Linked DNA regions of Mus musculus: region 1 is linked to region 2. A link is a contact called in public Hi-C data. All regions are on one chromosome and are shown on one strand. Each heading gives the region's core, a stretch centred on a gene start, on an enhancer-like site or on the middle of the called end of the contact. The rest is flanking DNA. Distances are from core to core; before and after follow the strand shown.

Evidence for each region. A called contact is a pair of places that touch in the nucleus more often than the background predicts.
Region 1: a Hi-C map of uterus shows a contact between it and region 2, with 4 times the contacts expected there. The contact joins two enhancer-like sites. A contact is called at or near these places in 4 of 484 Hi-C or Micro-C datasets (embryonic fibroblasts, germline stem cells and uterus) and 3 of 115 datasets of contacts at active chromatin or transcription factors (bone marrow-derived macrophages, embryonic stem cells and pancreatic cancer cells).

What each region holds. Positions count from the first base shown.
Region 1 is chr4:55,647,092-55,653,960 of GRCm38.p6, reverse strand. No RefSeq gene overlaps it. Among named protein-coding and RNA genes, the nearest start is that of Gm12511, 79 kb to the right of the region's middle. Within about 2 kb of position 2,695, at least 310 of the 459 cell types and tissues checked have an H3K27ac peak or open chromatin away from gene starts, as enhancers often do. A contact at or near this core is called in uterus, where this site is marked.
Region 2 is chr4:55,561,000-55,567,101 of GRCm38.p6, reverse strand. All of the region lies in intron 1 of Gm12506 (a long non-coding RNA gene), which reads right to left. Among named protein-coding and RNA genes, the nearest start is that of Gm12511, 7.7 kb to the left of the region's middle. Within about 2 kb of position 3,856, at least 28 of the 459 cell types and tissues checked have an H3K27ac peak or open chromatin away from gene starts, as enhancers often do. A contact at or near this core is called in uterus, where this site is marked.

The DNA.
Region 1 (6,869 bases), core at 1,446-3,945, 88 kb before region 2:
ATGCATGATGTAGAGGCAGTAACAATGTGGGAGGTAGCTGTCTAAGAAACATTATTGCTGCAAGGATCAAATTCTATCTGCTGTGAGTGCAGACCCCACAGCATTCGAACTCAGTGGGCTGGTCTCAGTGCACCTGTGTACTCCTCCCTCCCCAAGTGGGGTCAGGAAAGAGAAAATCCCATAGTGGAGCAACAGGAAGAACCAGAGAAAAGGACCCCTGCCTGGCTGCAGCCTGGATGCTCATTCCCACCCTATGTGATGTTAGCATGTACCCAGCCTTTCCATGTCTTGACCACTGTGGACAAAGTATGTTTGAAAGAGAATGGACAACCTTCTCACCCTCTGGATCCTGAAAGCCCTGACTTCAGCTTGCCTGGAATCATGAGCAAAGGCATTATTCTAAATTATGCCTGCATTGTCGGAGTCTAGCACTTTTCATTTCTTACGTTTCAGAAGGCCGGGTTGACCCGCTGGCTTTCCTAACGAGATGGCAAATGAGATATTTTCCCTACTTAGCTGTGTGATCTTCAGCATCCATCTAACCTCTCAGACCCTGAGTGTCCACATCTACCCAGTGGGAGGAGAGGGGAGGGGAAAGGGGGGATTGGTGGAGGGGAGGGGGGAGGAATAAAGGGAGGGGAGTGAAGGAGAATCTCTCCAGATTTTTGCCCCGTAAGGCCATGTGTGCAGAGTACTAGTTAAAGGCACCACAATGGGCTTCTTCAGTCTAAGGTTAGTGATAGGATCTGGGCTCACTAAGTCCTTTACATGCCTTGTCCTAGCTGACGTGCACAGCATCCTTCGAGCACACTCTGTCTCAGCCCCGTTGAAACTGAGACTCACTTGGAGCCAAAAAGTAACTTCCCTGAGAAAGTGTAGAGCTAAGTGAGAAGGCCGAGAGGTAGGAACTCAGCCTCTGGGTATTGGGATGAGGGCAGACACCGTCAGAGGACAATCTGCCTGAAGAAGACATAATGCTATCTCCTGCCATAACACAACTCAGAACCTGAAATACTTCTGTCGTCCCTCCACCAGCCCCTCCACAAGCCCCAGACCATGTGCACTAGCTGGGGAGAGAAGTGATGGGACAGGGGGCAAGAACAGGCCATCAAGACCCCAAGACTCTGAAGTGAAGGAAAGGAGACATCAGTATCTAACCTAGGACAACCGGGGTGTACTAGAAAACGAGGCCTCCTCGTGTGATTTTTTTCAGAGCACCCAGTCACCAAAGACAGATGTGTGGAGAACAGCTGGAAAACAGCCTTTTATCTGCCACCCAGCAGGTGGTATAACTGGATGATATACTTGGCTCAAGTGACTGTCAACCATGGGAGGGAACTATCAAAAGATTCAACAGTGTTGCAGGGGAGTACAATGAGTGGACAGCAATGAGTTAAACCTATGTCTTTGGAATTAGCCCCATTCTTCTTCTGAGGTTGTACAAACTTGGCCCAGCTGTGACCCTTTCCTGGGTCTCTGGAAGAAAGGTGAGCAAACCTGCCTTAAAGGAGAGTAAGTGACAGTGCTGTGTGAAGCTGCTGAAATATCCCAAAGCTAGGAGCCAGGTGCGGAGCTCACCTGTCACAGAGACAGGGAACGGACTCTTTGCGCCCCTATCTGAGAAAACCCAAACATAAATCATCCTTTGAAAAGGGTGCCTTGGGTGCCTCTCCTTGCAGGGGCTCGAGCCCTTTCCAAACATCCACACCCCCTTTAATCCAGGTAAACACTGAAAGAGAAACGCCTGGAAAAGTGGCGCTTTTTTTGATGTATGCAGGCAATGAACAAATGAGGCTCAGCTTCTACCGTAAGGTCACAGGAGGCTCCTGTGGGTTAGGGAACAACCTGCCACTGACTGTTAGCTAAGCTGCCCTCAAGACTGGAGAGCAGAGAAGCAGCTAGAAAACCCCTGTTGTGTGTGCTAAGTATTGCAACTCGCAGTTCTAAGAGAATGTAAGAAGAAACCGAAGAGACTCGGACAACAGAGCTAAACTTTTATTTATCCCCCTCCTGCTTGATTTGAGTAGGATCTGTTAGTCCAAAAGTAGTAACAGGATACAAGGAGGGAGGAGGGGAGGCGAGATGCTTTAGACATGGAAATTGACGTCTTTCCCCTTCTTTTTAGTTCAAAATCAAAAAGGGAATTCAAGGAGAAGAGACTAGAGCGGGTGGGGGGGGGGGGGGGGGAAGAGAGGAGAAGAGAGCGAGGAAGAGAGGAGCCCGGAGTCGTCCGCAGTCCGCGGGCTTCCTACCCGCAGAGCCAGGACCGAAAGCGCTTTTCCGCAGCCGCCGCGGGCTCGGAGCTTTTAAGGGTTTCTAATCCTGGAAGGCTGTCTGACATCACCCCGTTTCTTGTCGGCTGATGTTTCGTACAAGCCTCTCATTTCCTCAGCGATCTCGGAGCCGCCAATTACTGCCCCGATCTGGTGTTTATGTTTGCCCGGTCCTGCGCCTGGCCCCGCGCCCGCCCGCGAGCCTGCGCTTCCCTGGCCGCGCGGCCCGAGGGGGTGGGTGGGGGGCCCTGGCCCGCGCACCCCAGCGCAAGGGAGGGGTCCCCCTTCATTTTTTTTCATTGACTTCAGCACCATGTGATCAGGAAGTCTGGCCTCCCTCCATTTCCCCTCCCGACTGAAGGGAAACATTGTGTAGCAGCCTGCCGCGGCCACTGGTGGGATGGCCTTCGCTGGCCTGACGTAGGGGGATAAAAATAACCGGCATATTTAAGGCCGGAGCAGGAATCCCGGCGCTCACACGCGGCCTGGTCAGTTCCCGACGCCGCCAGCAGCGCTCTGCGCAGCATCCTAGCTGCTGCGCCAGCCAGCTCGGGAGTGCCTGCACCGCACATCTTGCCCTTGACCTGGGGACCCAGGCCTTGGAGAGGCACCTCGCAGAGCCCTACCCTCTCCATCCTCGGCGGCCTTGCGTTCTGTGTGCTGCCTCCCTAGAGATGAGAAAGGAAAATGCACATCAGGATGGCCTCAGAGAAAGTGGCCAAGAAGCCTGATGCTCCCAAGGTTAATACAGCCTTTGTCTCAGGGGAAGGTGACAACAAGCTGCCACTCCAAAAGCTGCATGCCTCCAGCCAGGCTCAAATCAAGTCCCTTCTACACCTCCCTTTTATACTGGAACTGCGTGTTTCGAAGATTTACAAACATGTGGGAGAGCGAAAAAACAAAGCAGCAGCATTTATCAAGGCCAACTTCATCAAATAAAACAGAAAAGATCCACCATCATCACTACGCCCCTAGAATACCTAGTAGTCTGAAATAATATGATTTCCCAGTAACTTGTCCAGCTGTTGCCCACCCCACCCCACCCTACCCCACCCCCAGCCAGAACACTCAGGCTGCCCCCTACAGCCCTTCACTGGGGCCGCCAGCTATGCAGGGACCCAGAAAACAGAAAAGGAGGAATATTCCTTGTGCCTAGATGTGGAAGCCCTCATATCCCACAAGCACCCTCCCTCCCTGTGAATCTGTCTGCAGCTGGCATTCTCCTGCTCATGCCCTCGGGTAAACCTAGTGCCCTGTACAAGAATTTCGGACCTCTTATTTTTACACAAAGGGAAACTGAGGCTGGGCGAGGTGAGTCAATGTGCTGATAGGACTTTCTGCACCATCTCCGTTCAGTTGCATCATCCATGCCGTGGCGATTTCTCACTTCGTGGAAGGAAGCCAACTCAGTTCTGCTGCCCCTCCTCCTCAGCTCCAATCCAGCCCAGCAGAGGTGAGTTCTCTGACCTGTGGAAACCTCACCTCTGCTCCATACACAAGTTTTTACTCCCAATTAAAAATGAGAAGTCTCCCTGTCTTCCGTTGTCTAAAGTAACAAGATATTCCAAAATTTCTGGCACAGTGACTCTCCTAAAAAGCCAAATGTTATGAGGAAAAGGAACGGACACCCTCCCTCCCTCCCTCCCTCCTTCCCTCCCTCTCCACTTTTTGGTATTACAGGGATGACAAATATCTATTTGTCCGGGTGGACGAGGCAAAGAAGTATTCCCTAAGAAAGACTGAGATTTAACCACCTCAGAGGAGGAGACTCCAAGGATAGATGTGACTTGGCTGATTCTGCAGCTCCCAGCACACTGACTGACAATTGCTGTTCTTGACCCATAATAATTAGACTGAATGGATAGAAGGGATGAGGGAAGCCAGGTACAGCAGATCAACCGAGGTACATCAGAAATGTGTGGTCTGGTCAAAGCTTTAGTGACTAGTGATAGTCACATTACCATATCCCTGGAAGGTAGATGCCATTGTCCCCGCTGTGAGTGTACAGAAAGTGCCACAATATGAAAGTCTGAGCACAGCATTTGAACCCAGACAGCTTACTTCCAGAAGCTGTGTTCTTAACTACTAGGCTAAATTCCAAAAAGCTGAGATGTCAGAGAAGCACCCACCCTTCCCTAGGCACCTCCTTGGTTCCATGAGGCTGAGTCCTGAAGAAGAAAAGGCTTTGTCTCTCAAGGCCCCAGGTCTCAGAGAGAGAAGCTTGAACACACAACTGGACTACAAGTACCTCACAGGCAGACATGGCACACCCTCTTCTCAGTTACCCTACATCGCTGACACAAATGTCTGTTGAAATGGTTACTCCTTACAGAAGCCAACCTCTGGACCATCAGCCATCTTCCCTATTTGCATCGAATGTAGCTAATGACTATGACATCAATCAAGCCTACCTAGCTGCTTTTCCTCTGGCCTGAGAATATCTGAGGACAGAAATAGTGACTGGCCTGGTCAGTATGGGGACAGTGGCCACTCACTTAATATTGATAATGGATGCACACAACGCATTAGCCCTTCACTGCCCTCCTTATCGATCAGTATAGGCCCCTGGTGACCATCACTCTGACTTTCAGTGTCTCAGCACCTCATCTGCTGCCCCACAGAATTTGCCACAGATGTTTTTTGACTTCCTTCTTCTTTCCCATAAACTCACGAATGCAGAAACCACCTCGATTTGCCTACCACAGTACACCCCACTTGGATTAAAGTGCCCCACACATTGTGACGCTCAGTAAACACTTAAGAAGTCGATGAGCAAACGAATGAGCAAGTGAATGAAGGAGTATGCAAATGCATGAATGGATGAATGGATCAACATTGCGTGAAGCAAGCCTTATCTCTTCATTTACAATAAGTCTATTCCAAAAGTCAGTCGGGACTATGGAAAGCCACTGAAATAATGCCACTGCCCACGTTATATTCATAAAGTAAGTGCTTTTTGTTTGTGACCACTCCAAATCCAAGACTCATCCATATTGAAGATAAAAAAAACGACATAAAAGGGGGTCATTGAATGAGGCCCTTCTTCTCGTACAATGTGGGCTCCAGTGGCCACTATCGTTAGAGCTACACACAGACTCTCTTTATGCCTCTCTGTTTTCATTAGCTCGGGTAACTTGCCAACGAGTGATCCTTTGGGGCTGAAATTTTCCATGCTGGGTCTTGGCAAAAGGTGAATTTTGGGGAAAAGTTTGAATAAAATCCCTTCAGCCATTTTTTTTTTTTGGTTTGATGAGGATTAAAAAAAATACATTTTTTCCCTCGCCTTTAATTGAAGACATTTTTAGGCCACAGGAAATGCCAGTTCAGTTGAACTTTGAAAAAAAATGGAACTGAGATCTAAACCCACCTAAGGAAACAGGGGAGATCATTTGGGACTCAAGAAATTTTTTTAATTAAAAAAAAAAGTCCAAAAATGTCCTTTAAAACTGTGTTGCAGCAGCTTTAGCACCCATGGTATCTGCTCTCAGAGCCTGGGCTGTATAAGTCTCTCCGTTATTTTAGCAGATCACAAAGGCTCGAGCCATTTAGAAGGGTTATAAAGCTTGGATTTCAGCTCCTCTGCCGTGACATATGATAGCACTTCTCGCTTGCTTTTGTCTCAAGAATCTTTCTGTACCAGGAATATATGGTTTGAACAATCGCCTCTAAAGAGAACAAAGCTGGGGTTCCTGGCACGAAAGGATCGTTCCTTCAAAGCCAATCACGCAATTTGCTTTCGGGAATTTTCTCAGACAAATGCTAACTGGACTATTTTATCTGGTATTAGATTTTCTCAATATTCTATCCAATATCAGATTCTTGCTTTCTTATTCATGGGAAACTACCAGGCACCGGGCACGTTAGCATTCTTGCCACAACATTTTTCTCAGAAAGCAGTGAGGAGTTAGAAAAGCCTGGGTTTGAGTCTCAACAAATTCCACAAGCTCTCTATGACTTAGTTTATTTGCCAGAGTAATGGGAATAATGGCATTAACTCAATAGACACGGTGGTGATTGGCTTAGGCCAAATGTCCTCCCCTTACTTTCTACAGTAAGTGGTATGGAATTGGTGCTTAATAAACAGCAATGTCTCTTCCCCCACCCTCATCAGGTTCACTCAGATTTCTCCCACCTTTGTGCTATCTAGTTGGCTCTTTGTATCTCTTTGTCTTAGGAAACGAGCTAGGTGACTCCTCTGATCTGAGGGCTCCAAAAAACAGCAGAATCAAAATAATACTAGCCATACATTTGGATCCATGCTGGCTCTTTGCAGGGCTGTCAGCACATGCACCCTCTTCAGATGTCCATGTGTCCTCCTCTCCTACCCGAGGGATCCTTCCCACCTTTGTCACTTTAGGAAGTAGCTGGTTTATCAGACAAACAGATGAATGAGAGGACAACTTGGCACCTTCTTCCTTATAGACAATGACTTCTAAGCAAGCTTTATTTTAACACACGCTGTATGAGACCCAGGACCTGCTAGGATTGCTCACTCACCTGGATGGATTTATATTAAAAAATGTGCTACGTTTCAAGACACCTTACTCTCCAAGTGGTTCTATTTAGCAATAGGCAGGCAGCAGCCTCCAACCAAAT
Region 2 (6,102 bases), core at 2,607-5,106:
TTCAAATCCTGCTTAACATTCTTCCATTCTTTTATTCGCCTTTAAAATTTTATGTATGTATGTATGTATGTATGTATGTATGTATTATTTTCTCTGTGTGCACCATGTATGTAGAAGTCAAAGGAAGTTGGGTCTCCTTCCAAGTGGGTACCGGGGATCGAACTCTGGTCTTTATGCTTGGCAGCAAGTGCCTTTACCCATCCTGAGTCATCTCGCCAGCCCTATCTATTCTTTTCTCTTATTTCAGTCCTGAACTTCACCCAGAGCAGCAGGCAGTGAGTTGTTCCCACCTTTGTCCTGCTTACAATGCAGGTGCAGGGCAAGTTAGACGCCTTCAAATAAAAGGTTACATTGAATTTTGTTTTGTTTTGTGAGACAGTCTTTGGAGCCAGAATAGCCTGGGATTTGCTAAGTAGACAAGGTTGGCCTTGAACTTGCAGAGACCCTCCTACCTTAAACTCTTTAATTCTAGTATTACATGCCTGGGTCATCTCACCTACCTTCTCATTTTAATTTTATTTGTTTGTTTGTTTAGTTAGTTAGTTAGTTAGTTAGTTAGTTAGTTAGTTAGTTGTCTGAAACAGGGCCCAGTCTGGCCTCAAACTCAGAGTGTAGCTGAGGATGTCATTGGACTCTTCATCCCTTGAGTCCTGGGACCAGGACTATCCGCCACAGCTTACGAGTGCTGGGTATTGAACCCAGGACTTCATGCCTAAGAGGCAGAGATGGGACCTACAGCACCAACCCTGGATTACTTAACTGATATGTTTCCATTTCTGGAAGTGAGGCTCGGGGTTGCCACAAGCTTGGCAAGTGCTCTGCCACTGAGCAACACTCCAGCCTCAGTGACCCTTTTTACCAATATATAGCACTTGGGTACACACACGTCTGCACATGTATGCTTGTGTATCCACAGCAAAGACTAGTCCTGCTTTGGTCTCAAACTCAGACTGACCTTCCTGCTTCAGTGTCACCCTTGAAAAAAACTGCACCTAGCTGGTTTTTGGAGTTGTTGCTTTTTATGTTTCTATTGTTTTTAATTATGTGTATGTTTTTAATTATGTGTATATGGGGGTGGGATATGTGCACGCGAGTACAGTATCTGGGTGAACCACCTATGTGGACCTGCCTAGAAACCAAACTCTGGTCCTCTGCAAGAGGAATATGTGTTCGTAATCATTGAGCCTCTGCTGTAACACCAACCAGGCAGACTTGGAGGTGTCTGTAGGTAGTGCAGGCTGATTCTACATTTTATATGAAAACATGCAGGACCAAGAGAACCAAGCTGGAGCTTCTATGAGAGCTCACATCCCAGAAAACTACAACTGTGTGGCTTCAACACAAACAGACTGCAGACTGGAAGGGAACCCACAGATTCATAAGCACACCCCACTGATTTATGACGTACGCAACGCTTCAGCCCAGAATGAATGGTGGCTGCTTTCAGTAAGTGGGGCCAAATCAACTGGATAAATGCACTTTTAAAAATTAAGAAACACACATTAAAATTAATTCCAGATGAGTTGAAGCAAAACAATAAGATGTTTTTCTAATATACATGAACACATATACATGTGCACACTCGGTGTTGTGTGCACATCCATGGTATGCACATAGTAGAATAAGCTGTAGTATAAGCAAAGTTTCCAAATGAGGACAAGAACGACCAGCCACTAAATGCATCAAACCAATAAACTGAATGACATCATAAGCAAAAAATGATGGTTCGGCCAGATGGCTCAGTGGGTAAAGGCACTTGCCCTCAAGCCTGATGGTCCCTAGAAGTCGCGTGATAGAAACAGAAAAATGACCCCAAAAGCTGTCCAGTGACCTCCTCTTATATACCATGGCTCAAGCACATGCTTGTGTACACACACACACACACACACACACACACACACACACACAGACACTAAATGTAATTTAAAAATGAAAAGCGCTCATCTGTAGGCTTGTGACGACACAAGCCTACAATCTCAGCATTCGGGAGGCAGAGGCAGGAGAATTAGGAGTGCCAGGGCAGCGTTGGCTGAATGAGACCCCGTCTCAGCACAAGACACACTAATGCAGGGCAGCTCATCAGGAGACCTCACTAAGTATTTAGAAGTTTATATTTTCAAAAGTCTATCTGGCAAAGGTTCAGAAAATAATATGATATGATATGATGAGCGAAGACCTCCTGAAAGTGCAGTCAAATGCAGTCATTTATATAACGATAGTCAGGATGGTAGGAAAACAATGGGAGAGAAGAGTCTGTCTCTCTGTGTCTCTCTGTCTGTCTGTCTCTCTTTCACACACACACACACACGCACAAACACACTTGGCCCACCATATCAGCAGATTACTCATACATGAATCAAAAACAGGCCAGCAATTTGTTTCCTAAGACAACAATTCACATAGCTCTGGTGGCCTTGAACTCCTGATCCTCCTCTAGCATTTAAAAGATGTGTATGTGTGTGTGTGTGTGTGTGAGAGAAGAGAGAGAGAGAGAGGGAGAGAGAGAGAGAGAGAGAGAGAGAGACCTGTAGGCCTGTGTGGGAGCAAATCTGAAACACAGGATGTGTGTGGTAGAGGTGTCACCTTTACGTGGTTTACAGAGATGGAACTCAAGCTGCTGGCCTAGCACTGCAAACCCTGTTGCCAGCGAAGCCATCTCATAGGCCATTTTTAAGGATGTCTCTGAGCTAATTAAATACAGACAGTTTCTCATGGCTACTTCCTAAGCTATCCAGTGTAACAACTACTTATCTAACATTTACACTGCATGGAGTATTATATGTAAACTGAGGGGAGGGTGGAGACAGAAAACACAAAAGAAGATATGCTAGAAATATGCAAATTATGCAAGGAGTGGAGTGTGCTCAGATTTCTGGTGTTGCAGGGTCTCGAGTCCAATCCTCTACAGATCTTTAGGCACAACTATATGTTCAAAAGGCTGATACACAACTGGGAAGGGCACAGGGAAAATTCAAATTAAGCCCACCCTCAGACCTGCACAATGGAGGGCTGAAATAGAAAAGTCTGGAAGCCTCAGTCCTGGTGAGATTACAGAGTGAGTCAAGCCCTCCTTCCTGCTGGGAGAGTGATTATTCCCACACTGAAATTGCTGCTGCTCTCATTGTTGTTGTTGTTGTTGTTGTTGGTAAGTTTGGGGTTGTTTGTTTTGTTTTGTTGTTTTGTTTTGAGACAGGGTCTCTCTCTATACACAGCTCTGACTGTTCTGAAACTCTCTTCATTGACCAGCCTAGTCTCGAACTCACAGACATCTGCTTACCTCTACCTCCCAAGTGCTGCAACTAAAAGCAGTTATTTTGTGTTTTGTTTGTGTTTGTGTTTTTGAGACAGGGTCTCATGTAATCCAGGCTAGCATTCACCATGTAGTCAAAAATGACCTTGATCTTCTCACTGTCCTGCCTCCACCTCCCAAGCAAGTGCTGGGACACCAAACATATACAACAAACCTTGTTTCTGTGGTGCTGGGAAGTGAGCCCAGGGCTTCGCACATACAACAGATGAACTGCATCCACAGCCTGCGCTTCTCCTTTTAATGATGAGTTTACTGAAGTCCAGAAAATAATCTGCTCACACCCTTGTCCGTACCAGGTCAGAGGAGGTGTGAGGTGGTGGCCAGGAAGCTACCACGGCTGTCATCACCCTACTTGTGTGCTTCGAACTGTAGACGATATCTGCCTTCTCCATCCGCAGCAGAAACCTCGAGTCCTTTGTCTTCTGTCTGTTCTTTTACCCAGACATGAAACACTCCCATTTCTCTGCTTGGCATCTTGCTAAAGTCTGAATACACCCCTGGGAATGAGGCTTAGTTCTGCCCAGACTGGAGAAACAAACAGACGCACACAGAAAACAACATGTGTTTCCAATCGCATCCAAAGACCCAACGCTTTCTGCCTATTCTGAAATGTGTCCCCAGAGAACACGCCTAGCAGTCAAGGTTAAGGTCATTTTAATTTCTCTACAGGTTCAAATTGCAAAATCACCCTCTGAAAAGATTGGACCAGAATACACTAGAGGCATATATTTGCCTCTTTTGCTCCTCCTCCTCCTCCTCCTCCTCCTCCTCTTCCTCCTCCTCCTCCTCCTCCTCCTCTTTTGTCAGTGTTTCTGGCGATATAGACTATGTGCCTTTCCAGATCTCTTCACAACTGTTAAAACTACACTAAACAAGTAGCAATGGTCTTGCCTCTTTCTCCCAAGTGCCAGGATCACATGACTGTGCCACCATTCTCGACTGTTTGGGGTTTTTTTTGTTTGTTTGTTTGCTTGCTTGCTTTTTTGTTGTTGTTTTGATTTGGTTTTGTCTTTGTTTTGTTTTGTTTCGTTTCGTTTTAACTTCCCCAGGTAAGAGTCTTGCTCTGTAGCTCATCCCTGGCCTGGACCTCACTGTACAGCTCAGGGTGTTCCCACGCTCATAGCTGTCCTGTCTCAGTCTCTGGGCTGGGACTGCAGATGTAAGCCTCTCTTCTACTCTATCTATTGCTGTGATAAGCACACTTTAGACAAAAGCAGCTTGAGGGAAGATATGCTTTATTTCAATTTATAACTAACCCCAAGTCATCACTGAGGGACACAACATTTGCCATTCTACACAACATTACCTCTGACTAAAGAAAACTCTCACTGCACAGACAAGAAGCACAACAGGACCCACAGAGGCTATTGCTTGCTAGCTGCCTTTTTCACCTGCTCGTACTCAGCTGGCATTGCCTAGGGGTGGTGCTGCCCATAGTGCCCTGAATCTGCATATATCAACTGGCAATAAAGACAGTCCCCCCAGAGACATGCCCACAGGCTAATCCTGTGGTAATCCTCAGTTAGAGCTCTCCTCTCATATGATTAGGCTGCCAACTGACAGAGCCAATCCGGACAGCCACCATGTCTGGCATAAAGACAATTCCTTACAAATGCTGTTGGCCGGCTTCCTTCTTTCCTTCCTTGCTCCTTCTTTTTTTTTTCCTTCCTCTCTTCTCCTTCTGTCCTCCCTTCCTTCCTTTTTCCCTTCCTTCTTTCCCTCATTCCTTTCTCCCTCCTTCCTTTTTCCTTCCTTCCTATAATTGGCAGTTCACATATTCTTACACTTTAATATTATTTTTTTTGACATTTTGAAACAAAGAAGTTTTCATCCACCATTCTGCAAATATTTTTCCCATGTTTTGATTCTTCCCTTTTATTGATGGTAGTTTTTTTCCCTTAGATATATCAACTTTAAATGTTTTATAGTAAAATCTGTTTATTAAAGCTTCTTTATTTTTACAAGGTATTCAAGAAAGACCTTTCCATCTCTAAACTATAAAGTTTATTTCTGGCTGATGCTGTTTTCCTGCATGGATTGTAGGCCAGCTTGGAATACACAGCAAGACAGTGTCAAAAATACAAAAGGAAAGAAGAAAAGGAAGGGAAGTTGATAGGAAACAAGAAAAGAGAGGAAGAGAAGGGACAGAGTAGGAAAGCTGACGAGGAAGGTGTGATGTTTGAATAGGTTTGGCCCCCACAGACGCATGTGTTTTAATGCCTGGCTCATATGGAGTGACACTATTAGGAGGTATGACCTTGTTGGAGGAAGTGTGTCACTGTGGGGGCAGGCTTTGATGTCTCCTACACTCAAGTTACACCCAGTGTGGTACACAGCCTCCCTCCTGTTTTGTCTGCAGATCAAGATGTAGAACTTCTTGAAGCTCCTCCCACATCATGGCTGCCTGCACATTGCTAGGCTTCTCGTCACAGAGATAATGGAATAAACCTCTGACACTGTAGCCAGCCCCAATTAAACATTTTCTTTTATAATAATCATCCTGGTCATTGTGTCTCTTCCCAGCAATAGAAACACTAAGACAGAAGTGTAGTCACGTTATATAGAGAATCAAATACTTAAGTACAAGAGAGAGCTTAGAGCAAGGAAGCAGTCCTGTGCAGCTATCAGTTCCAAGAGGGACAGCACTGTGTAATGACTGCTGTAACATCTACTCCAGCGGTTCTCAACCTTCCTAATATTGGACCCTTTAATACAGTTCCTCATGGTGTGGTGACCCCAATCATAAATTTATTTTGTTACTTCATGTATGTAATTCTGCTAGTTATGAATCA